2 separate regions of the Mus musculus genome follow, and region 2 is linked to region 1. The links are chromatin contacts, called in public Hi-C maps. All regions are on one chromosome and are shown on one strand. The core of a region is the stretch at or near the end of the contact, and the rest is flanking DNA. Distances in the headings are between cores, read along the strand shown.

What was found. Hi-C and Micro-C count contacts between places; a contact is called where the count stands out from the background.
Region 2: a contact with region 1 is called in a Hi-C map of uterus, with 2.3 times the contacts expected there. The contact joins the promoter of Arrdc4 here to the enhancer-like site in region 1. A contact is called at or near these places in 1 of 39 promoter capture datasets (neural stem cells), 4 of 484 Hi-C or Micro-C datasets (forebrain and uterus), 1 of 115 datasets of contacts at active chromatin or transcription factors (embryonic stem cells) and 1 of 9 other capture datasets (adipose tissue).

The regions. Positions count from the first base shown.
Region 1 is chr7:68,578,524-68,581,192 of GRCm38.p6, reverse strand. No RefSeq gene overlaps it. Among named protein-coding and RNA genes, the nearest start is that of Gm34549, 92 kb to the right of the region's middle. Within about 2 kb of position 1,357, at least 5 of the 459 cell types and tissues checked have an H3K27ac peak or open chromatin away from gene starts, as enhancers often do. A contact at or near this core is called in uterus, where this site is marked.
Region 2 is chr7:68,747,919-68,750,587 of GRCm38.p6, reverse strand. Arrdc4 (arrestin domain containing 4) reads left to right here and starts at 1,350. Exons shown (of 8, transcript NM_001042592.2): 1 at 1,350-1,819. The coding sequence starts at 1,522.

The sequences.
Region 1 (2,669 bases), core at 108-2,607:
ATAGCTTTAAGACTATATAAAACATTTAGAAATCATGGAAGAGGAAACGTTTCACCGTATAAAGTATAATGGGTGTTGTTGGAGTCTAATGAACGGAATGAAATGATGGAAGAACGATCTCAATAAACGGGGAATGCGGCTGTTCTCCAGACAGTACTGACTCCGTGCCATGGAGATGTGGTGGTGGTGGGAACAAAAAGAGCGGACCCATTTGGTAAAGCTGTCAGATTAAAAATATGTACGTTCCCAGAGATTCCCACACCAGTTTATAAAGAGACAAACCTAAGATGGTCATCACAAAAGGATATCTGAAGAGTCCTGGGCAGTTCAGGGATCCACCCCTAGGGGGCAGTGAATAGCATTCTAGTCCAGGTAGACCTCTCCGCAGGAGTCAGAAGCAGGAGGGTTGAAGGTATATACACAGCAACATAATCTCTAAAGCACAGTAGTTCATAGGAGAAGAAAGGACAGAACAACCTAATACATTTTTGAAAAATAGAAAGCCCACAAAAATGCATATTTTAGAGTAGAGCCTGCTGCTAAACAGAACGGTCTAGTGAAAGGTAAACCCTGTTTTTGTAAAGTTAAAGGTGGGGGGAGGCAAGGCGAGGGAAAATGGAGATAATAAAATGAAGGGGAAATTAATAAATTCATGAATGAATGAATGAATGAATGATGTCTCTCAACAGTTTGATATTGATAAATCTTCCATGAGCTGAGAAGCACCAGCAAGCCTCACACCTGACTTCATTCTATACCACTTATATATTCTATCATTCTCTATATCTATCATTCTACATATTCTTATATTCATACTCTGTATTATGTCTATTGTGCAGTATCTATATGAGGATGCGTTTTTAATGATCAAACCAAACCAAACCAATACAATACAATACCTGAATGACTTCCAAATTAAGCAGACAAATTGTTCAGACCATGTCTGAGACTTTCTTTCCTGTCATAATCACAGCCCACAAAAGAACAGTTGCAAATTTTTTAAAAATAAAAATAAAAAACCCACTTAGCTATACTTTACCCTCTAATGTAGATATGACAGCTACAAGAGAAACTGTAAATGAAACAAAAAGAAAGCAAGACGAGGAATGGAGGGGCGTGTGAAGAATAAACCTGAAAGTGGCGTTACCAGTTCCTAGCCAAATGAGAAAAAAAAAAGAGCAAAATGGAATGGAATGTACAGTACGGCAGAAAACAATCCTCTGGGTTTTTTCGAAGACCTCTTGTGCGCCTTGGGAAGTGGATTTTAAAGTCAGGAACTCTGCGATCTTTCCTAGGTTTGGGGACAAATTCAGGACTGGGCTGAGCAGTTGTTTCCATCCGTGGAACTCTGCTGCCACCTACTGGTAGGAGCCTGCTACTTCTTCAGGAGCCCGACTTGTTAGCTCCAGGCTACCCGCAAACCAAGTCCCTTGTCCCTTGGGACTGAAGTATGGGGATTCGCTGCTGTCAATCACTCCACCTAGAAGATTTTCAGATCAATACATGTATGTGTTCCGAGGGTAATTAACAATAGGCTAGTTTATCGACTAGGTGAGTCTCTGACTTCCTATTATTTCTCTCACTTTTGAAAATCAAAGAAAAGACAATTATCACTCGAAGCATGGCCTCTTCCCTGTCTTTCCTTTTTCCCCCCAAGGGAGGTGTGAGTTTAATTAAAGAAAAGAATCACACGTTTTGTGGTAGTTTGCAAAGCACATAGTGGGCTAGTGTCTAACAGCACTTCCCCTTTCCTGGTTAAGTACCAAGGATCGTTTTCTCCTGGCTAAGGTGTGAGCTGAGCAGGGCAGGAAACCAATGCTTATGCTTGTGGAGAGGGCGGGTCCTCGTGGGGGGGGGGGGGTTGACCAGCTGAGGGAGGCAGTAAATGGATTTAATGTGGTTTTGAGCTCCAGAATAATTGCTCGGATTTGGTTGAGGTACAAAAGAAAAGAAGAAAGCGCCATCGAATCATTGAATGAGTCCTTACTTGATCAAACAACAGTGATTTGAGACAGAAATTACAGTAAATTTTGGTCAAATTTACTTATTTCCCACAATTCACCTTTAAGTTTGGTCCACGAGATTAGTTTGCTGTGAACGAAATAAGATGCCCGTTTTACTTGATCCATCGAAGCTCTTTAATCAAGGTCAATGACTAGACTTCCCCACCCCACCACCCCACCACCACCACCACCACCAAACCCTCCATCAAAGGCTGGCCTGAGAACCCCACACAGAGATTCCCTGAGCAGGATGGATAATTAGGAGCTTGGTAGTTCCAAGTCCAGCCTTAGAGAGGAGGAGATGCCAGAGATGCGCAGAGAGGCGGCTCTTTATGGAGACAGGTCCAGGGAAGAGGGCAACGGTAATTACCGGGCTGTGAGAGCTCATGTACACCTTGGGAATTATTGGTCCATAAAATGTCTGGAGATGTATGCCAGAAATCTAACGTCTCCTGTGCAGTGTGGCAAGCTGAGCTAAACCAGCCAGACGTGATGAAGATAGGGAGTCTTGTTTAGGAGAGTACAAGGAGCCAGTGGAGATGGTTTGAATGGAATTATACACAAACTCAAATCCCACCCTTACCAGCAGGGAGATCCACTCCAGAAACATTGGGGATGCACAGATGCAACTCCAAGAACTTATAAATGGGGAAGAGAAAGCTCTAA
Region 2 (2,669 bases), core at 101-2,600, 170 kb before region 1:
GCGTTTGGAAGGAGTTAGGGGAGGAATGGGGGTAGAATATGAGCAAATATACTGCATGCATGCATGGACTTCTTCAAGAATAGAAATATTATACAAATGAATAAATAGATAGATAACAATAAAAATGCCCGTGTTGATCATCTAAACTCAAAAGAGTGCAGTAAAACAACCTATACTTTCAGAGCCTTGGAAAGAAAATATCCTTCAGTTTCAATTTTCAATTATCAAACCTTGATAACAGCTTACGCACTTAGAATTTTAACGAGGGGAAATAAAGGATTACAAATTGATAGACAAATAATTACACATATTTAAATATTCTAGATACCAAAAGGCTATCTAGAACGGTGTGAATTAAAAAGAAACCAGCAAGAAGAGCTGTGGGTTTGGGGAACAAGTCACGGAGACAGCTGGGCATGTTCTAGGACTATGATCCCGGGGTTACGAAATCCTTTTGGGTGGGGCACTTGTGTGTCAAGTATCGATCTTTTTTTCCAGACATAATATTTGCACACTTTACAACTTATGCATGTATATAACGACCAAATAGAGTATTATTCAGTCAATAATGGAGTCCTTCTGTTTGCATCAGCACCAATAAGTGGCAGGTGCTGTTTTAAAACCACGACCTTATTTAGAGGCAGAAGAACCAGAGACGGAGTCTGGCTGGACTTCAGCAACCAGGAACAGAACTTCTCAGGACAAAAGCACTAAGAATCACAGCATTCTTCCAAGACATTGGCTCTCAGCTAGTACAGGAATTCTGTCTGAGACCCAAAGAGGTGTGGCTCAGAATCATGAAAGTTAGCAGATTCTGATATCTGCTTTAAAGTTCCAAGGCAGCCAGCATAAAGCGAGACTCCTGAGTTCCATTTTCCAAGAAACCTTTTGCTGGGCACTCTGCAGAAGTAATCTTAAACTGGGCCTGCTGCAGCCACAAGTTCATGTTCTAGTACAAACTACTCTAGCCTCTCTGAGCTGGAAAGCCCGCCCCCACTATAACCATAGCAACGCTGACACCAATGCGCCGGTGAGCCGGGAACCGCCCCCTCCCTAACAGATATTGTTTCCCATCCTCTGTCCACATGGGCGCACTGCCTCACTATTGGTCTGTGGCCCAGGACTGTGCCTTGCTCCCACCAATAAAGGTCCTGTGCACGTGCACTATGGTGTCTCCCGATTGGTGAAGCCCTCCTGATCACGCACCACCGTCCTGCTCAGCCTGGTGTGGGGGCGCCAATGAAATGACTAAGTGGCCATGTACAGCCAATGGGAAAGAAGCAGGTTTCGCGACTGGCCAATGGCAGTGCTCTGTAGGCGGGCCGTGTCAGCCCCTTTCCAGTCCCAGTGGGGTGTGTTAAAGAGACAGGGCCCCAGTGCGGGTGTTTCACCCGGCTGGGCGCTGTGGCCGTAGTGGCCCTGGGTGTGCGGCCGGCGCCCGTGACAGCAGCGTCGCGGAGCCGGCTACCCCGACCTGGGGCCACTGCGGATCTTGGTGGCAGAGCCGCATCGCCTGGCGGAATGGGAGGCGAGGCGGGAGCCGATGGTCCTCGGGGCCGTGTCAAGAGCTTGGGGCTAGTGTTCGAAGATGAGAGCAAGGGCTGCTACTCAAGCGGCGAGACAGTGGCCGGGCACGTGCTGCTGGAGGCGGCAGAGCCGGTGGCCCTGCGCGGACTGCGCCTGGAGGCCCAGGGCCGTGCCACCTCTGCCTGGGGCCCGAGCGCTGGGGCCAGGGTCTGCATCGGTGGGGGCTCTCCCGCAGCCTCCTCAGAAGTGGAATACTTGAACCTGCGGTTGAGTCTGCTGGAGGCCCCAGCTGGTGAGCTTGGAGATCCCCAGGGAGGGGGGCGGGAAGGGGCGCGTCCCTGGGTGCTGGGTGGCACTGAGGGAAGCTTCTGGAAGGGGAGTCATCTGCTGTCACGGGGGAAGGGCAGGAGGCCAAGCCTGTGCCCCTACCTGGCTTCTAGGAGGAGGCCAGACCCTTTTGTGTTGGTGTGTACCTTTGAACTTAGCTTCCTGCGATCTTCTAGTAACCTATTACAGAATCGTTGCCATGGAAACCCGCCATCTGACTGTCTGGGTTCTAGGTCCTTCCTCACCTGGAGGCATGGAAGGTGGAATTGGTGACATTCTGTTATGTGGTGCCCAGAGTTTGATGGCCTGCTGCTCCTGCCTGTCCTGGCCCTAGACACTCCCGGGTTCATGATGATTTACAGAAAACTAAATCTTGGGAAAAGGGAAGTGGTACTTGGGTAGTTCGAGAGAAGTGTCTCCTCACTGGGGAACATGAATCTCACTAAGAGCCATCCATTGCTGTAGCTCCCCTTCCTCTTACCTCTCCCCATTCAGAAAGGCCTTTGCAGACAATGCCTGCCATCTGGGCCATTTCTGACTTTTCCAGAAGTGCCCATGCATATGTATGTTGGGTTCATGTGATTGCATTTCATCATGAAAATGCTAGTAACCGTGAGTCAGTCTTCTCTCAGTGGAAACTATTGTAAACTTCTATCTGTCTGCCTCATCATCTTGGACCTATCAAATGCCTTAAGCTTACTACCTAGTGCATCGTATCCTCCTGTGGAGAAGTACAATGGTGTCCAGATAAATCCTCAAATATGTGCCTAACGAGAGCTGTATTTTGGATAATGGGGTGTGGCAGGTGAGAGCTC